Linked DNA regions of Mus musculus: region 1 is linked to region 2. The links are chromatin contacts, called in public Micro-C maps. All regions are on one chromosome and are shown on one strand. Each heading gives the region's core, a stretch centred on a gene start, on an enhancer-like site or on the middle of the called end of the contact. The rest is flanking DNA. Distances are from core to core; before and after follow the strand shown. Region 1 holds the start of BB123696 (expressed sequence BB123696). Region 2 has its middle 62 kb from the start of Syk.

Evidence for each region. Hi-C and Micro-C count contacts between places; a contact is called where the count stands out from the background.
Region 1: a Micro-C map of embryonic fibroblasts shows a contact between it and region 2, with 5 times the contacts expected there. The contact joins the promoter of BB123696 here to the enhancer-like site in region 2. A contact is called at or near these places in 11 of 484 Hi-C or Micro-C datasets (adipose-derived mesenchymal stem cells, bone marrow-derived macrophages, cerebellar granule neurons and 6 more) and 1 of 115 datasets of contacts at active chromatin or transcription factors (embryonic stem cells).

The regions. Positions count from the first base shown.
Region 1 is chr13:52,754,661-52,759,724 of GRCm38.p6, forward strand. It overlaps BB123696 (expressed sequence BB123696), which reads right to left and starts at 2,545. Exons shown (of 3, transcript NR_027893.1): 1 at 2,296-2,545.
Region 2 is chr13:52,656,083-52,661,117 of GRCm38.p6, forward strand. No RefSeq gene overlaps it. Among named protein-coding and RNA genes, the nearest start is that of Syk, 62 kb to the left of the region's middle. Within about 2 kb of position 3,454, at least 60 of the 459 cell types and tissues checked have an H3K27ac peak or open chromatin away from gene starts, as enhancers often do. A contact at or near this core is called in adipose-derived mesenchymal stem cells, embryonic fibroblasts, muscle stem cells and 1 more, where this site is marked.

The DNA.
Region 1 (5,064 bases), core at 1,295-3,794, 98 kb after region 2:
CTGGCCTGCAGGCACATGTTGAGAGTTTCAGAGATTCAGCTGACAATTGAGAGACAAGGACAGGGATGCAAGTCCCTGAAGAGTCAAAGACCTAAGCCCTCAGGGTGGCACAAGCCACAAGGATGAAGCAGAGGCAGTTAGGAAGGGCTGAAGAGAGACCAGTAAGATGGGCTGGTTGGTCTGGAGTCCCTGGAAGAGCCAGCTCAGAGGCCACCAGCCAAATGTAGGGGAAGCCATCCGGAGCGGGGAGCTCACACTTTTAGGCTAGCTATCTGCAGCGGCTGCTGTCACCTCAAGCAGGGCCAAGCCAAGTGACAGTCTGTTCTGTGCTGCTATGTCAGAGCGCCACAGACAGAATAATTTACAGTGAACAGAAACACCGTGATTCACAGTCCAGAAGCCAGCAGCATCTACACATGTTAGATACTGTACTATATCTATGGGAGAGGGTGGTGTGGCCTGAGGAGGAGGAGGGAAGGCAGAGAATCAAAGCAAACAGAGACTGAAAAAATGGGGAGGGGCTAAGCCCACCCCACAGTCACAGGCCTACTTCCACAGAGCGGTATTAATTTACCTCACCTTCTTGGACCATTTGCTTCTCATCAGCCCCGCCCCCTATCATCTTGAAGATCAAGTTCCCAGTATGCTCTTGGGTGATCCATCGGAACCATAACACAAGGGATGCAAGTGTGCTTGCCTTGTGTCCCGGAAAAATAATGAACTTGAGACTATTCACTTACAGAAACAAAATGCACACTGAGGTGAAGCATGGAGCAAGCACCAGCTCCAAAGGGGGCCCCAGGGCGTTCAGGCACCTGCGCTGTGTGCGCTCTTGCTGACAGAGTCCTAGGCCTGGGACCTTGACCTGACCCCAGAGACAGCGCTGGGATTCCCAACACTGTATTACCTTCTCATAAATTACACCTCAAAACAAGAGGGGGCTGTAGAGCTGAAAACACAGCTTCCCAGAGTCTGATACCAGTCTCATCTCCCTGTTTCCAGCATCGTCTGAACCAACTGAGGTAAGTGTGGATCTGATCGGTAGCGGTCCTTCCATGGACAGATAGTTGGGTGGCTGTCACTCAAGGTTAAGATAATCAGCTGGGAGACAATGACCCCATGCTAGGTGTTTCTAAACAGGGGCTGGCCGGGCTGAACAGACCCGGAAGCTTTGACACAGTTACTTGCAGTCCAGGCAAGGCATGCAGGAGGTGGAGACACAGGGCTGCATGCAGACAAAAAAGCCCAGGCTAAAACCACAGGAGGTTGAGGCATGCTGTCATGTGTCCCTCCATCAGTCTAGGCTGTGTTACTGTTTTCAGTTTTGCGTAGGAAAATGGCGACATGCTTCCTATGCCTGCGCCATGCAATGTTCTGGCAACAAAGGCCCGAGTATCTGAGTTCACTGTGTGGCAGCCCTTGAATGTTGTAAAACACATCACTCTGTGGAGTCATTAACCGAGGCATCTCACCACAGACACGCAGCTGAGATTCACCAATCATCTAAATTCCTGGCACAGTTAACCGACGAACAAGAACAACTCGAGTCCTCCTCGAAGCCTCTGAAAATGTCAAGTGCTCTTGTTAGCTCTACAGAAGTGTTGCTTTTCAAATGGCAGCCAGCGGCTGAGGCCCTGTGAGGATGCACTTCACTCCTGGGAGAGAGGGCTCTGCCAGCAAGATCTCTCACAGCAAGGCGCCTTGCAGGACTCATTTTACTGGCTGCCTCTCTGAGGTGACTCTCTGGGGAGGTCCCTCTCTGGGGGCACTCATTTTTGTAACAAAAGAAATAGTGAGCTTCTAATTTAGTGAGTGGGAATTCCTAATGGATAGTCTCAAGATGCTAACATGACTTCTTGGGGACAGGAGCCACCTCTACTGTACCAGCAAAGTAGGGGTGGGGGAGGGTTTGAGACAAGAAGACAGTGAATCACCCCAACCAACTGTCAACTGCTCCAGTCCTGAGGGAATAGCTCTCCATTCCTGAGAGCACGAGAGCTATGTAGCATGTCCACTGTGTGTGACCCAGAAAAGTGGGACCAATTCTGACCAGATACCCCTACCCCCAGCCAGGAATTTCCACAGGGGTTATTCCTCTACAGCCCGACTCAGAAGTTGGTAGATAACCTGGGCTGGGAGCTAGATTCTGGAATGCCTGTGGGATGGTAAGAGACATGGGACTCCAGCTGAAGGACCAGTTCTCTCCTTCAGTTATGGACCCATGAACAGAGAAAAGGAATGGCAATGTCAATAGGACTCTGCTGAGTTCCCAATGGAATCATATAAGTCACTTACAAATCAGGTGTCAGGCTGAGGGACAGCAGCAGAGCTTCACTGGCAGCCTTGATTCATAATGGTGATGGGAGTCGTTGTGATCATGGGCATTGCTCCAGGGAGATGGAGCGTGGACTTCAGGTAGCCAAGTGCTCTCGTCCTCCCTGCCGAGTGAATGCAGGTGACTTGCATGCAGAAGCTTGCCCCCAACTTGCAGTGGCCCTCAGGAAGCACACCTGCATGCCACAGCCAGTGCCAGCCATGTTCATCTGGTACCTGGCTGGCCCCACAGGATTGCCTCCCTCACAAAAGAGCTTGCTTCAGCACAGAGTATGCACAGCCAAAGAGGAATGGTCAGGAGAACACATGACCTAGCTTCTCTGTCCTCTGCCATTGAATCTTATACTAGAATCACAGGGGGATTCCAGCAGGCGAGGCTCCTCCCCTCCCACGGACCTGATCACTGGCCCTGCCTAGGTTTCTTCTTACTACTCCTCTCTTACTCAGTTGAGTTCCCAGCTCATCATCATCCAAAATAAATGATTCGCTGCTCTGACTGTATCTCAGGCTCTGCTTAGGGCACAAACTGATCATGATTTTTCGTTTAAAACTTTCCCCCAACCGTCTACTGTGAGCTGTTTCTTTAGGAACTGGAAAACTGGCAAGTGAACAGTCTGGAATGGCTGTTTCTATGCACTGATCTATTTTCGATGATTAAAAAAAATTGACTAGGAGATGAGCATCCTCCCAGAATCACACTCAGGGTGGCGACAGTTACTGATTCTATTTGGTGTAGCTACAGCTGCCATTCTCAGCCTCGGTGAGGAGGGTTGCTCTCCTATAAGGGACAGACCAGTACTAAGAGGCCACCCAGGAAGCAGAGAGCTAGCCCTGAGGGAAAGGAAGAATAAACAGTAAGGTAGCCAGTTGCCCCTAACAGCCACAAGAGGCCTCAGCTGCTGGGAAATAGGTTGCAGGGATAACTGTTATTATACAGTTATAATATAGTGGCTGTAGTGGAGCCATCCCCTAACTGAGCCACACCCTCCAGGATGGGAGAGAGAAGTTGCTGTAATTTTGCAGGTTCAGAAAATTACAGGATTCACAAGTTTCCCTGTCCCGCAAGGCTACAGAAGCACAAGCAATTGTTGGGGTAGGTAGGTGAGACTTCAGGCGGCTCTGCTCCCAAGCTGTGGAGCGTTCCAGTCTTGGGGGTGGGGCTTTTTGACAATTGCAGTCACCTCTGAAGCACCTAAAGCTCCTATAAGCAACCTCCATAAGCTCACTGCTCAGCAAGCTGGGCTTGCTGTCAGAGACTTCTCAGGGATGAAGAGATGTTTGTTCCTATCTCCCCGGGAAAAGTCACCTGCGACAGTCACCATCCTCGCACGGAACGTTACACTGTAAACTCCAAACCTCCCAGAGGTAAATTCAAGGTGCACTGTGGATTTGAAGCTGTTTAGAAAACACAGAGGAAAAATATTTGCAATCTGGGAAAACGGTTCTTCAAAATGACACCAGACGCAGAAGGCGTGATTGCGACGGTGGATGGGCTTGGTGTCATTGATTACAGACTTCTCTGCGAAACCTTAAGGGGATAGAAAGCTGGCTAAAGATTTATAAGGTTCTAACACATCACACAGCTATCATAAAGCTATATCTACAATATATGAGGAATGCTCAAAACCAGTAAGAAATGGTCCAGTGAGAAACCGGGTAAAAGGCCAGAGATGTAAAAGGCAAAAGAACTCTGATGCTCCGTGTCACGTGACACCAGTGAACACCCATCGGAACACTAAAGCGACCATACAGGATGCCTGCAAGAAGACAGAGGAACTGGGTCCCACACACCTGATGGAAATGGAAAACACAGGCCGACCCCAGGAAAACCTGTAGGCACTATGCAATTATCAACAGTGCAGCAGCTAGACTCTTGGGCATTTCCTCCCCAGAAGCAAAACTCATGGTCACACAAAAGCTTCAATACAACGTTCACAGCAGTTTTACTTGGTATGTCCAAGCTGGAAGTGTCTCAGAATGGCTATCCAGTGTGAGTAAACAGGTAAACCCACCATGATGGTACATCATACCAGGATATACCAGCCTGCAGAGCAAATGGTACCAACCGAGAGGAGCTGCGTCACTCTCCAGGAAGCTGTACTGAGTGGGAAAAGCCAGTCTCGTGGGCTTCATCTAATACTGTCCCATGTCTATGGCACGCTTACAATAACACAATTCCACAACAGAGACTAGATTAGTGGTCACTGGAGAGTAGAGCCTGGGATTAGGGGTGAGGCATTGGTTATAAAACAAAAACGGGGGGATGTCCATGGTGAAGGAGGTACGCTGGCCTTGATGTTGAAATGCTGCATTCACCAAATCTTTTCATTACAGACAACTGGGTAAAGGCATATGAGGTCTCTTGTGCGTTATTAGGACAAATGTGAGTGATCAACAATGATCATTGATTTACAACATTTAGGTGAGGAGAGCCAGCTCAAGTAGGGCTTTCCGCACGAGCTGGAGAACCTGAGTTTGTTAGTTACTCTAAGTAGTACTAATGTGGAAGCCACAGGGCCAGTAGAAAGAACCTATACTTCATTTCTTGGCCTTCAACCTTCGCCAGTATATGGTAGGATGTGTTAGATTAAAAGGCAAAAGAGGAAAGGTAGGTTCCATAGTAATGAAGCCAAGCCAAAATTACTGTTCACAAGGAGAATTGTAGGCTCACGGGGATAGGCAGACACGATGGAGTCTGACAGAAAGACCCTTCAGATCAGTGGGGAAAGG
Region 2 (5,035 bases), core at 2,204-4,703:
AGGAGGGAAGAGGTGCTAGCGTCTAGTACTGGCCAGGCAGGGTGAGGCTGAGGGCTTTTCTCTCCTGGGAAGAGATTCGCACAGTGCTGACAACCTGTAGTGACTTTGCAGGAGAAACTGGGGCTGAGACAATGAAGGCTTAGTGGCGGGTAGAGCTCCACCTTTGACCTATCTTCTACTTAAGCCTAAACTTAATGTCAGGACCCTAAAGGTGACTTAGGGGGTCACCAGGTATCTCTTTCCCTACTTTTTACTAAGACCCGTCTGTTTAATGGTCATATTAAGGATGGGTGGCGGGCCAAACATAGCCTGATAGGGCTTCCTGGGCCCAGGCTGTAACCCCGACAATCCACTAGCACAGCCCACTCTGTCCTGATGTCCACCCCATTCCCCATTCCCAGGGTCTATGCATCATCAGCTTCCAACAGAGCTGCTTTTAGCTCTTAGCATCTTCATTCAAATAGCATACACACCCTCTTCAGTGGCCATTGTCCACTTTGGTTAGAGACATGGCACAGGCAGGGTGATGTCCTGGCATCGTCTGGGTGAGGCAGGGTCCTTTTTAATGTCAGGTTCCTCACCTTAAACAGCTTTATGGGCTTTCTAGGCCAAGACAGAGAACAAGTGCCACCAGGTGAGACAAAGAAGCTCAAAGGGAAATTATGCATGCCACTGCTGGAGTCACTCCACTTGGTGGAGTCAACCCTGGGCTAGCTGCTATCTGAGCAGCCTATGTGGCTTTATCCAGCAAGACTTGTGATGTCCTAGCTTTGTTTTCTGGTTCCCACACAAATAATCACCCAGGGGTCCTATCTCCTAACTGCCTGGTCTCTCAAAAACCCCAGGAACAGAGCCATCTCTGCACTCGGGGTGGGGGTGGGGTACACTTTGAAGAACAAAGATGAACATTATCGTCATTGTCAGCCTTCCCCAGAGGGACTAGGGGATCTCTGGAGACACACACAGAGATTGATACACACACACACACACACACACACACACACACACACACAGATAGACACACAGACACACATACACACACAGACACACATTCAGACACACACAGACACACATACAGACACACAGACACATACACAGACACACATACAGACACACAGACACACACAGATACACATGCAGACACATACAGACATACACAGACACTCATACAGATGCACAGACACACACAGAGACACATACAGACACATACACAGGCACACATAGAGACACAGAACAAACATAGAGACACATTCAGACACACACACAGACACAGAGACACACAAATAAACACACAGACACACATACAGACACACACAGACACATCCAGACATACATATAGACACACATACACACACAGACACACACAGACACACATACAGACACACACATATGTGTATGTGTGTGAGAGAAATGACAGAACAAGGAAAGGGGAAGAAGGGAGAACAAGGGAGACAACATTAATGATGTACACACAGATATACAGAAAGAGACGGAAGAGAGGGGACAAGCGCGATGTAGGGGAAACCCTGGGGAAGTTTTCCACAGCACCAGAAGACCCAAGCCGTTTTGTGAAGCCAGGCTCGGCTGGCTGTGCCCTGGTCTAGTGGAGACTTGTTCTAACTCTAAAGGGGCATTCCTCTGAGGAGTGGAAGCTGAGAGCCGAGGTGATGTCTCACAAAGTCCCAGCCGCTCTTGGCCATGCCAACAATTAGTGAGAGCAACTGGGCCCCCGTTCTCAGAGCCCCTCCCTCAGCTTGGAGAAAGCCATACGAATTTCCCTTTAACTGTCTAGTCAGCAACGGTTGTAACAGTGTGTGTGTGAGGGGGGGTGGGCATTAATGTGACAATGTCCTCAGGACTGCTCCAAGTGTCCCCATACCCTGCCCTAGTATCTGTCTGTCTGTTCACAGCCAGTCACCAGACTACCCAGCACCAGCTCTGAGCCCACACTCGAGAAGTACCTCGGCCACCAGTTCAGGGTGTTTTCTTGGCAATCCGTACTGTGAACCCCTCAGAAGGCATCACACAGCAGCAGGATTCCAAGTTCAATGCTCAGCCCTGGGTTCCCTGACTTGCACCAGGATTTCCAGGGCCCATCATATGAATCTCAGCCCTGGAATATGCCGTCCCTGTAACACCAACCCAGCCTTCGGCCAGCCCTCCTGCACGTGTCATGGGGTATACCTGGGGGATGGGTCACACAGATAAGGACATCCTGAAGTAGGGTAGGTCACACAGATGATCATGAAGCAATGTCCAGAAGGTGGCCGTTGGCTCTTCTGGTTCATATCTTTTAGCCCGGACCATGTTAAATAAACACAAGCATTACCAGGAGGTCAGAGGATATGGGAGGAAGAAGAGGAAGACAAGAGCAGGAAGGGAGGGTCTATCATATCACCAAGCCCCTAACACAAAGATGAACGTGCCTGGCCAGTGGGCCCCTCTCTATGCTGGACAAGACCCCCCTCTTATCAATCACCAACTCAGAAAGTCAGTGCAACTTTTGGGGATTCGCCTGTCAGTGCTACTCTTCATGTGTCCAGTAGGTGGCAGCAGATCCTCGGACAGGACTGCCACGGGGGCCACAGGCAGGAAAGAGCTGCTTCCTCCTTAACAAAGTACCTGTTTTAACAAGAGTCAGCGCTGCCAAGTGGATACACGGCAGGAATCACATTCCAGCAGGTGCAGAAATAATATACAAGGAAGCAATTTCTAATCTTGGACATCAAAGTACTGCTGAGTGGGAATTTAAACGGATCTCTTTATTTACTCTTTTAAAAATCTACTCGGAGCCTAGGTGGCGGGTGGCTCAGTCGACAGACAGCTTGCCTAGTGTGCTTTAGTCTGAGTACTGAGTAAAAGCGGGTGTGTTCGCTTGCTGCTCTGCTACATAATCAACGCAAGGCCTGACTGGACCCTGTCTCAAAAGGGGGTTGGGGAGGAGAGTCCACTTTGCACAAAATCATGTCTGCTAGTTTGACATCAAAATAGAGTCATCTTGGTGGCTTTGATTGGCAACGGTGGGGTGCAGACTAAGCGAGAAGCCTGTTGGTCTCTGCTCCAGTGTCTCTTGATTACTGGAACCTCGGGACCTTTCCCAGGAAGCCAGTGGTTTCAAGGACGACACGAATGCTCAGCCTTGCTAATGGCACTCAGATAACCTGGGATTTTGACCAAGGGAGAGCGGTTTGAAAACCAAACTGTGACTGACTCATGAGTTATTCCAGACTAGAAGATTCCTGCTTACAGCATCCGGGAGCCAGGGAGAAGCTATTCAAGCCCAGCCTGTGCTTTCCAGGCAAGGGCGTAGCATTGTGCACATTTGAGATGCTTTCGGATGGGCATAGGTGAAGACCCTGGCTCCAGGCTCTGCCCTGCCTCCACCTGGTCCTTCTCCCCGTCCCAGTACCTTCTCACGCCCAGGCATGCTAGCTGTGTTGAGAAAAACCGCAAGACAGGGACAGCTAATGTCTCTCCTTGATTTTGAGACATGAGTCAAAACCAACGATGAGCAATCCTCCTGACACAACCAAGAAAATATCTGAGAAATGCCAGAAAGATCGACAGGGCTTGGGTGGTGCAGAAATGTGTCTGTTTGCACAGGCTCTTCCTTTTGCTAACTGCGATCAGGGCCTAATGATGGTGCCAGGAGGGAGAAGGGGGCTAACCTGAGCACATTGCCAGGAAGCCAAGCTTACTATTCAGTGCTTTGAATAATCATGACTACCCCGGAGATTCTCCTTGGGACTTAGATATCCTGAATTAACATCATCTGTCTGGAGCTGTCTCTCTCGTGGCTCCCGGTTTGGGGGCAGTGGTCCATGAAGGGCCCATGGAGGGAAGAGAAGCTCAGTCACCAAGAGACAAAACAGATGGAGAATCCTGTTCCCATCGTGGGAAGATAAAGAAAGCACTGGCCCAGAGGCCGCCATGAGCTTCAAAGGCCCACCCCCACAACCTGATTCTCCCAGCTGGACCCCGCCTCCTCCTAAAAGCTCCATGTCCCCTCTCAACAGTACCACCACCTGGGATCAATACTGGGAATTCCCATGGGAGACATCCGAGATTAAAACCCTAGGGATCCCAGATCAGAGATCAAAGAGTGGACATGGGATGGTGCCACTCACTGGAATCCCTAGTGGCACGTTGGCAACATCTTTCTTTTTTCCCCATTCTTCTGACTGAATGCTCTGCTTGGCTTGAAATCTTAGTGCCAGAGGGAAGGAGATAGTTCCAGCACAGAGCAAGAACTCGGCTGCACGGAAGTGGATATGAAGACTTGATCTGACCCCTTTGGGATCCTTCATAATTCTGAGTTAAAAGTGAGTTACTGTCGGTGTCTGCTTTAATGTCCCAAGAGAAAATAAAGTAGGTTATCGCAAAGGAGGTGGTAAGGAGTCTGCCTGCAGCACAGGAGGACCCACAATGCATCGCAACATTACCATGCCTTGCACACAAAGTCAAGGACTACGGCGATGCACTATAATAAAATTATCTCTTATATTCTACAAGACTGGAACTTCTGCTGGACCTCACAGCCAGAGTTAATAATGCACCTTGAGGTCACTTAAGACTTAAGGCTGCTATCCTACTGTGGACTCAAACTGTTTGTTTAGTCTGCCTCTAAGAGAACACTGTAATAACCAAGCTTGCTTGCCTAGGATTTCCCATGTAATCAGCTTTTACAACCGAAGCTAATGCATAGCTGCAATCTTAAGTTATGCACTCTTCTATGCCCCCAACCTGGAACAAGGCATATGTATCATTTGCTTTAAACAGCAAACACAGAAGTTGAAGGCAACTTCTTAAAATCTATCCTACAGGTGGATGGCATCCACTTATGGACGCTGGCCAATAAGCAGTGATGTTTGTTGTCTGAGACAGTTAGGACCAGTTGGAGCCAGTGACTTCATCCCTTATAAAACCTCCGTTAAAGATTTCTGAAAAGAATCCCATTCCTTCCCCGAGAGATGCTTTCCATGACTCTCAATAAAGGCAGAGCAAAGGCCTGTGTTAGGTAGAACAGTCACGCCAC